Regions from separate parts of the Mus musculus genome. Here all the other regions are linked to region 1. The links are chromatin contacts, called in public HiChIP or PLAC-seq maps. All regions are on one chromosome and are shown on one strand. Each heading gives the region's core, a stretch centred on a gene start, on an enhancer-like site or on the middle of the called end of the contact. The rest is flanking DNA. Distances are from core to core; before and after follow the strand shown.

What was found. HiChIP or PLAC-seq counts read pairs in DNA pulled down with a chosen protein or histone mark.
Region 2: an HNF4G HiChIP or PLAC-seq map of pancreatic cancer cells shows a contact between it and region 1. The contact joins the promoter of Zfp267 here to the enhancer-like site in region 1. A contact is called at or near these places in 1 of 484 Hi-C or Micro-C datasets (embryonic stem cells), 7 of 115 datasets of contacts at active chromatin or transcription factors (embryonic stem cells and pancreatic cancer cells) and 2 of 9 other capture datasets (liver and pancreatic islet).
Region 3: a contact with region 1 is called in a FOXA1 HiChIP or PLAC-seq map of pancreatic cancer cells. The contact joins two enhancer-like sites. A contact is called at or near these places in 3 of 15 datasets of contacts at CTCF or cohesin (all in embryonic stem cells), 31 of 484 Hi-C or Micro-C datasets (bone marrow-derived macrophages, differentiating embryonic stem cells, embryonic stem cells and 8 more), 7 of 115 datasets of contacts at active chromatin or transcription factors (embryonic stem cells and pancreatic cancer cells) and 3 of 9 other capture datasets (embryonic stem cells, liver and pancreatic islet).

The regions. Positions count from the first base shown.
Region 1 is chr3:36,341,681-36,344,808 of GRCm38.p6, forward strand. No RefSeq gene overlaps it. Among named protein-coding and RNA genes, the nearest start is that of Gm42209, 63 kb to the right of the region's middle. Within about 2 kb of position 1,576, at least 6 of the 459 cell types and tissues checked have an H3K27ac peak or open chromatin away from gene starts, as enhancers often do. A contact at or near this core is called in pancreatic cancer cells, where this site is marked.
Region 2 is chr3:36,149,642-36,152,769 of GRCm38.p6, forward strand. It overlaps Zfp267 (zinc finger protein 267), which reads left to right and starts at 1,439. Exons shown (of 4, transcript NM_001101478.1): 1 at 1,439-1,554. The coding sequence starts at 1,552.
Region 3 is chr3:36,172,261-36,175,388 of GRCm38.p6, forward strand. No RefSeq gene overlaps it. Among named protein-coding and RNA genes, the nearest start is that of Zfp267, 23 kb to the left of the region's middle. Within about 2 kb of position 1,666, at least 12 of the 459 cell types and tissues checked have an H3K27ac peak or open chromatin away from gene starts, as enhancers often do. A contact at or near this core is called in pancreatic cancer cells, where this site is marked.

The sequences.
Region 1 (3,128 bases), core at 326-2,825:
ATGGGTAAGAAACCATCTCTTGAGATGGGGTCACTAACATGGCCTTAGCCCCGGGGAAACCAATGCTTTACTTTTTAAATCATTTACAACACTATAATGATAGATAAAAAAAAAACTTTACCAACAATACAATTTCATATGGCTGCACGTGTGTCATCGGAGGTGGGTTTTGGTATGTGGTAAAGAAAGCCTTAATTAGAAAGAATTAAAATAGTTTAAATTTATGTGCTGAAGATTTATAGAAAATCAGGCATTAGCTGTTAAATAATAGCTGACCATATGGGGCTGGAGAGGTAGCTCAGCGGTTAAGAGCACTGACCATAAAGATCTATTAACCTGCTTGGAAATATGCCACTAGCCCCACTAAATTCATCCTTTTGGAATTGTTATGTTTTGATGATTTATATTAATAATGATGTTACCTGTTCTGTTTGTGATTCACTGAACACATAGTTTCAGAGTTGTAATGCTTAGAAGATTTTTGTGCTTTACTGTGCCAAATGATTTTTGTTGGTATTTGTGATTGTTTCGCTGGATACAGATTCTAAGAGATGTAATGTCTAGTTTTTTAATATATAAAATCCCTTGCTTGAGAGCTGCAAAATACACTCAGATTCAAAGTGTGTCTGTGTTTGTTTCTGTTTGTCACCGCCGAATCCTTACCCACCTAGCTTCGAGGACCCTCATTCCAGGGACCCCCATACCCGACTGGGGTGGTCTGTGGCACTATATCTTAAGCCAGTGACACAGTTAGGCATCGTCACATGATACAGATTCTGCAGACAAGCAGAGTGAAGAGTAAGGAGGTCTGGGAGGCTTGTATCAAGGCTCCAGAAAACTGCTGAGACGGGGAAACATGCACCCAGGCTGGGTTTTCTGAATGGAGTGTTCAAATGACCTGGTTATGAAAGTGAAGGTGAGACATAAGCTGTGGCAGGATCCCAAGGATGCTGAGGATTCCAATAATGAGCAGCAGCTGGCAAAGAAAGATGTCAGCACAAAATGGAGGCAGTCCAAGAGTAAGGCAACGTGTGCCACAGGCAGCAGAGCTGGAGGGACAGAGCTAGTCAAGCCCTTTGGGACCCAGCTGATTCTAGAAAGAGCCCTTGGCACCGAACATGGAGCTGCAAGATTTGGGTGTTTGCTTTGCTGGGTTTCAATTCACCATCCCTTGCTAGGCCACCCTTTCCTCCCATTTGAAATGAGACTGCTCAGTCTGTGCAATTGTACACTGGAAGTGTGTAACCTGGGTGTTATTTATTTCGTTGTTTGGTTTTTGAGTCTGTTTCTTCACAGAGGATCACAGTTAGTAGGTTACCTTGAATCTCAGAAAAGTCTGGATGTTGGACTTTTGAATTGTGTTGGAACTTGAAGACCAATGTCTCAATAGTGTTCTCCTCCTCCTCCTCCTCCTTCTTTTTGGATATTTTCTTTATTTATATTACAAATGCTTTCTCCTTTCCAGGTCTCCCTTTGATCTCTTTCTGCTTCCCGACTGCACATGACGTTGATAAAGCGTCTCACACCCCAGCTACCATCCCTTCCCTACCACGTAGTGCTGCGTTCTCAAACAATGAGTCAAAACAAACCCTTTCTTTGTTAAGTTGCTTTTATTAGGGATTTTACCTTAGACACTAGGGAAGTAACTAATGTTGCTATCGCCTTTTGCTCTGAGAAGTGACCACACTATTAGCTCCCTCCCAGCTTCCCTTGAATCCAACAAAAGACACACACACACACACACACACACACACACACAGTTTGCTCCTTTTCCACTTGCCTTAAGACACTATTTCCCACTGGAAAAGCATGCCCTTAATAATATTTTTAACCTCTGCTCCTCCCACCTTCGCTAAATTTCAGTGGTTAGTCCCACCTAGCCACTGCCAAACATCCATGACCACCTGCCTGTAGTAGTGGCCACAGACCCCAGCTCTCACATGGTTTCTTCTTCTTCTTCTTCTTCTTCTTCTTCTTCTTCTTCTTCTTCTTCTTCTTCTTCTTCTTCTTCTTCTTCTTTCTTCTTCTTCTTCTTCTTCTTCTTCTTCTTCTTCTTCTTCTTCCTCCTCCTCCTCCTCCTCCTCCTCCTCCTCCTCCTCCTCCTCCTCCTCCTGCTCCTCCTCCTTCTCCTCCTCCTCCTTCTTCTCCTCTTTCTCCTCTTTCTCCTTTTCCTCCTCCAAAGCATGGCAGAAAATTTCCTCCTCTTTTTCCTTATGACTGTCTTATCCTCCTGGGATCTGGAAGTCTGGCCTGTTCCTTTCTTATTGGGGAACAGGACCTTAGCACTAGAAGTGCCCCCTTCAAATGAACACAAGCCCCATCTTTGGATTTGATTTGATTATCTGTGGGGCACATGGAACCCATTCCCCACAGTTATTAAGTAATGTATTTTGGTGACTGAAAACTGACTCATATTATGTGGTAGTATTTAGCTGCTCTATGGTAAATACAACACATGCACACAGAAAATGTCTACAATAAGGGCTGCCTTACTGCTCTTAGGAATTTTGAAGAATGTGGGTGTAGTTTAGAGAAATGTTAAGAATTGGAAAAACTTACAGCTTAATTGTCTGAGGATAGAAATGATCGTGAAGATAGGAATGGAGTGATAGGAAAGGAGGGAACGATTGGCAAGAGTCTCATCCTGTGTTGGCAGAATGGGTAGGACTAAAGACATAATGTAGGATTAGTTTTAGAGAAGAGAACACTTTATTCATGTTGACAAATTGTAGAACCCATGGGCGTGGGGATGGTAGGTTCTTGTTGAGAAAACAGTTTCTTCTTAATTGCTACTAGTTTCTTAGTAATAAAAAAAAGAAGAAAACCCTAGGTCTTTAAATGAGAATAAACAGGAGACAGGGGGGAAAACGGTGCCAAGAAAGAACTACAAAATGCTTGTCTTGTGACAAGGGAGATCAAATTGGTATGGAGGCATGATAGGATTTCTGTACCCTCACGGGCTGCGTGGGCTTCTCAGCTATGGACAGACCCTTCAGCTTAGTCGTGCGATCCCCAGCCACTTCTGTTCTGAAATCTTAAGGAACTTAAGGAACTCGGCGCCTCTCCTCCGCCATGTTCTGCTACTTTTCCATCCAGCAGGCTTCTCTCTGGGGGTTTGGCTCTGAGGA
Region 2 (3,128 bases), core at 189-2,688, 190 kb before region 1:
TAAAAAGGGGTGGTGGTGGTGGTGGTAATTTTTCTTATAATCTATTTAAATCACAGGGGGGCAAGGCCATGGAGGGATCAAGAGACAGGCTTCCCTCCTCATGTGCCCACCTTTGAACACTCCTGGTTGAAGTCCCCTGATCTGTTTTAGGACATGGTTACCCCCATTCACTGGGACCTAAAAGAAATATTGGCAGGAAACTGTGTTGCTTCACTTCTGACATAAATGGGAGAGATTCTCAGGTTCCCCTCACTTTCTTGAGGTCAGGAAAATTATAGCTCTCAGAAGAGGACTGTGACAGACGTGACCTGAAACCTGCTGAAGACCCGAATTTGGATGATTTAGTATAGTAACATATATATATATATATATATATATATATATATATATATATATATATATATATACACACACACACACACACACACACACATATATGTGTGTGTATACATATGTGTGCATGTATGTATATGTGTATATGTATGTATGTATGTATGTATACATATATGTATATGTGTGTGTGTGTGTGTGTGTAACCAATTCCACATATGATGATATGTTTGGATATACTGGGTTTTATTACAATCACTGTTTTAACTTTAATATGAACAGTAGAAAATTTTAAATTAAGTAAGTGTCTTAGTCAGGGTTTCTATTCCTGCACAAACATCATGACCAAGAAGCAAGTTGGGGAGGAAAGGGTTTATTAGGCTTACACTTCCATACTGCTGTTCATCATCAAAGGAAGTCAGGACTGGAACTCAAGCAGGTCAGGGAGCAGGAGCTGATGCAGAGGCCATGGAGGGATGTTCTTTACTGGCATGCTTTGCTAGCTTGCTCAGCTTGCTTTCTTATAGAACCCAAGACTACCAGCCCAGAGATGGTCCCACCTACAAGGGGCCTTTCCCCCTTGATCACTAATTGAGAAAATGCCTTACAGTTGGATCTCATGGAGGCATTTCCTCAACTGAAGCTCCTTTCTCTATTGTAACCCCAACTGTGTCAAGTTGACACAAAACTAGCCAGTACAGTAACACTTGAGTATTACTCCCCCTTTCTATATTCAATATTGCTGATTCAGGAGATTTTTTTCCCCTTTTAAAATTTGAAATTCAAGGACAGAGCTCAGGGGGAAATGGTGCCAAAGCTCTTCTCTATTGCGAATAATATACATATATATGATTCATAAATTGGTCTGACTTTATATACAATAGTAAATGGGAATGATTCCTCTAGGGTCAGCTTTACTACAACTGTACCAAAAACTTGTCATTTCAGCCCATAGGGTAGTGCTGGGGCCTGATGGGGCGGGACCGGAAAGTCATCCAATCAGCAGCACGATGGTGAGAACTTCGAATCAGACGTTTAGACAGGGTAGAGGGGGCGGGCCTTCATGCTGTGTTTCTGAAGTCCAGGATCTTGGAATCCTCCTCAGGCTGGGTCTCTTCCGGTGTAGACTGTAGCTCAGCCCTGCGGCATCCGTTTGCCCTGCGTCTGTAGGGTGCCGGGCCATCCACCGGGAGGACGCGGACTCCGCGTAGTCAAGCCACAATGGTGAGTGTGCATGGTGTCCTGAGACTGGAGGGAGGCTGTGTAGAGCCGGTGGGAATCGGCTGCGGCCAGTGCTCGATGTGGGAGGACGGTGAGCACTGCTGAAGCCTGCTGGTGAGTGTGTGCGTGGCGCGGCGAGGCTGGAGGGCTGCGGGGAGCCGAGGGGGAGCCGGCGACTGCATGGGGGGCGACGGCGGCCCCGCCTTCCTGCGGCCGGCCCTTGGGATCGGCCGGCTTGAGGTCCCCCTTGGTGGGCCATGCGTCACCGCGCAGCCTGAGCTGGAGATCCCCGGTACCCGGCCGCGCCCCCGAGCTAGCCGGTGCAGTGAAGGCCCAGGGTCAGACCCTGCTGCCCTGGAGTCCTCAGAGGCTCCAGCCTAGTAGCCCGGATTGTGCGGCGATAACCTGCAAGCGTAGGGCTCCCGCAGGGAAAGTGTTCAGTGAGGTGTCCTGTCCCTCCTCCCGAGCAGTCTAGATAAACGCGAAGCAGAATCTCCTATCCAGATGACTGCTCTTCCCCTGTCCTCGCTTCTCCTCTGGTTGGAGGAAGATTCCTAAATTTCCATCTCCTGACCGCATTCCCAAATGCCCATTTAAAAAATAATATTAACACCCATTTCCCACGCAGCATTTCAAATAGACATACATTTTGCTTGATTGGTTTTTTTCCCCACTCCACACACTGGGCGACATTTTAAAAAGGATTTACCCTATGGATATTTAACATAAAATCACTTGATTTTTTATTAAAACACACACACACAATGCCTCTCATTTTGTCATCCTTAGACACAGGAACCCCAATCAGAATGCTTTGGGGTTGTACTTGCCTTTTGGAGATTTTCCATAGTGATGGGTCTATCTTCATCTGACTCTACTTGGCCCTTTCCTTGCCCGGGTTTCAGAGATGCCAACACCAGCTGCCTTGTCTCCAGTGTCTAGGAGCATCCAATGATGTCAGTGTCTGGGCTGATCGTCCCAGCAGCCTGGGGTGTGAGGCTAGACCGCATTGGGACGCTGCTGGATGTCTTGGTGTTCTCCCATCTGAAACGCACTTGAGCTATCTCAGCCTTTTGATCAATATTCTGCCAGTTGTACTTAGCATGCAGGAGGCCTTCTGGTTGCTTAATTAAATCCTTGCTGCAAGTTTGTAAGAATGAATCCAGACTGCCAAGTAGTCATGGGAGAAGTGTTCTGTAAACCAGTTCTGGGCTTTCCCGCCTTGCTCTGCATCCCTTGTAGGGACGGAAGGTGACAGGGCTCATGGGCCTGCTTGTCCCCTTGTTTAGACTCACTAGCCTTTCTTGCTTCCTTGTTCTGTTGTTATTGTCTCTTTTTCATTTGTTTATTTATCTTCTGAGCTGGATAGGTGCATGCCAGCCATGGGATCCTGTGGGGTGAGAGGATTCTGGTCGTCTGTCCATAAAGGGAATCCCAGGGACCAAACTTAGGTTGACAGTTGTGGCAGCCAGTGCCTTTAACCCACTGAGGCGGTTCCTGAGAGCAGCCATTGGGGAAAAAAAAGTTCTTAAGGGATTAGTAAAAAGGCCTTTTCTTTTTAGCCTGGAAATAAGTCT
Region 3 (3,128 bases), core at 416-2,915, 170 kb before region 1:
ATGGATGTTTGTGAGCCACCATGTGCTTGCTAGGATTTGAACTCAGGACCTTCAGAAGAACAGTCAGTGCTCTTAACCACTGAGCCATCTCTCCAGCCCCCCATAAAATTATTTTCACTGCTACTTCATTACTGTAATTTTGCTACAGTTATGAATTATAATGTAAATACCTTTGGAGATAGAAGTTTGTCAAGGAGGTTGTGACCCACAAGTTAAGAACTATAGTATAGTAGAGTGAAGTATAGTAGTCTCTTTGGAAGTGCTGGGCTGGTGGTTGCTGTGGAAGGCACTTGCCCCCCCACCCAACTCACACTGCTTGCAGCACATTCTCTGACTCAATGGCTCCTAGGAAACCAAGGCCTCCTTCTTTTCCTCTTCTTTTGGACCTGAAGATTCCCAGGGCTTGAATGAGCACCAAGATAGTGGTACAATTAGATAGTAGATTACAAGGCTCTAGTTCTCTTTGCTGCTCCCCCAAATACCTTTCTTCTGTCTTCACCAAGATCTTCCCCTCTTAATCACTCTACTCATATCTCACAAGTATAACTCATATTATGACCTACAAGATAGAAGGTCTTTGTGGTAAAACAAAACAACCGCCACAGATAAGGTTGCAAGCTGCTGAGAGCAGGGCCAGGGCCTGATGTCTGATTCTGCTTAGGCCATACACAATTCCTTGGACATGAGGCAGGTCAGTAGAGGTCTGTCACAGACAGATACCCAGAATCCCCTTAGGGTGCTCTGACTGATCAAGAAATTCATCCTCCAGGTACTTTTCATAAAGAAATAAACAGGCCAAGAGAAAAAGGCAAAGGTCAGGAATGTCCATGGTAATGTTACTCTTAAAGAGACATTGAAGATAATGAGGTGCTGAGCTGTTGATCATACAGTCTCATAATAAAGTATTGGTCTGTGAGTGAAAAGCTGGCTTAGATGTCTGCGCAGTGACATGGACAGATGTCAGGATATGTGGTCAAGCAAATACAGGAAGAGAACAAAGCAAATATGTCAGCTCAATAAAATATTTATGTCACAGACACAATAAATTGCCATCAGACAGGTTAATTCTCTGGTCTGTGTGCCTGGACCATTCCCAGCCAGGATTGCTGCTTGGCAACCCGGGTAGATGTCCTATAATCTCAAAAATGTCAGAGAGCACCCCATATTTCAGTAACAAACTTCACAGGTAGAGGAGTGTGGCTTGTAGAAGAGTGAGCGAGTAGCTCAGAAGTAGAAGATTCTCCTCTCAGAAGAGACCTCACTGCACGGAACTTTCCAGATGCTTACCTCACATCCGTCATTTCCCAAGCGGAGCAAACTCACTTCGTGCTCTCTAGAATACAGGTGGTTGTCTCGCAGACTATTCAGACAGAGCTAAGATGCCATTAATGCTTCTCTGCAGAATTCTCCGGGAAACAATGGGGATTTCTGTTGAGTTGAGAATAGGCTTGGTGTGGTGTGTTGAGTGGCACCTCAGCCCATGTCTGTTCCTCCCTATCTGGCCCCATCGGTCATGATTGGCCTAAATGTTGCTGAAGACTCTGGAGGGTCCTTGCTTCTCAGGTCTGGAGGCCCAGTCACCAAGCCTCTGTATCTGGAAACCAAGGCAGGAACACTCATCTGGCTGACTTTCTTGCCTGTGTGCTTGTTGATCTTATCAGACACACTCTGCAGCCTTGGCAACTCTTACCCCAGCACAGGCACAGCCACTAATGCCCGGGCATGAGTCATCTCTGCTCATTGGGGAGCTTTGTTTGTTCCATAAAGTTCATAAAGAATCAATCTAGTATAAAAGTCATTACTTTTTACCAAAAGTATATCTGGTTCCCCTACCAGATGTTATTAATGTGCAAGCATGATACTACTCTCATGATGTCTACAAGTCCTATGAGAATTTGTGTCTACTACATACGCATCGGTAGTTGGTGAGGTCAGACTTCTGGAATTGGAGTTCTTGGCAGTTGTCAGCTGTGAGTGCTAAGAGCCTAACCTGGATCACCTACAAGAGTGGGAAAGTGCTCTGAACTACTGAGCCATCTCTCTACCCTACAGTACACATCTCTACTCTATAGTTTTGAAATGCAGATCTCTCCTTCTATCTCTGCCCATCCTTTTATTCATTTCCAATCTTGTTAAGACAGTGTCTACAAAATTCAATTCTAAGTCCTGGAAATGGATTCTCTCTTAGGTTCATTCTTCTCACTTGTAATAATCGTCTTCTTCCTTCTCTACAAACTATCCTTTGACATGGAGCAAATCCTCGGACCGGTGTATAGGCTGCATAGGTAGATTCTCAAGTTTTGTCTTAAACCTAACAGGACAAGTTTGGTTCAAAAGTGTAGCTGATCTCTCCCTCTCCCTCTCCCTCTCCCTCTCCCTCTCCCTCTCCCTCTCCCTCTCCCTCTCCCTCTCCCTCTCCCTCTCCCTTCCCCTCCCCCTCCCTCCCCCTCTCCCTCTCCCTCTCCCTCCCCTCTCTCTCATAGGACAAAGGCTAGAAAGATAGCTAGAAAGAGTGCACACTGCTCTTGCAGAAAATCCATGCTCAGTTTCCACCATCCATGCCAAGCATTTTAAAACTGCCTATAATTCCAGTGATATTACTCCACTGACCACTATGGCAAACTCCATGTACTCAAGGGTTTGTTGTTGTTGAGTATTTATTTACGTATTTCAAAAATCTATTTATTTTATTTTATGCACGTGTTTGCCTGCATACATGTATGTGCACCATGTGTGTGACCTGGTGTCTGTGAAGAGCCAATAAAGTGTTGGCTATTGAGTGCCCTGGAACTGGAGTTGCAAATGGTTGTGAGCTTCCAGGTTGTGGGTGCTGAGAACTGAACCCAGGCTCTCAGCAAGAGCAGCAAGTGCTCTCAATCACTGAGGCACCTCTCTAGCCACCTCAATAGTTTTAATTATGTGTGTGCATATATGTCTGTGTGTGGGTGTGTGCCTGAAGAGACCAGAGGGGTTGTCATATATCCTGGAGCTGGAGTTACACATGATTGTAAGCTGCCCAATACAGGTGCTGTGAGGTGAACTCTGGTCCTCTCCAGGAGCAGTTAGTGATCCTTACTGTTGAGCCATCTCTCTAACCTCTCCTCCAATTTCTTTCTTTTTTTATTTTG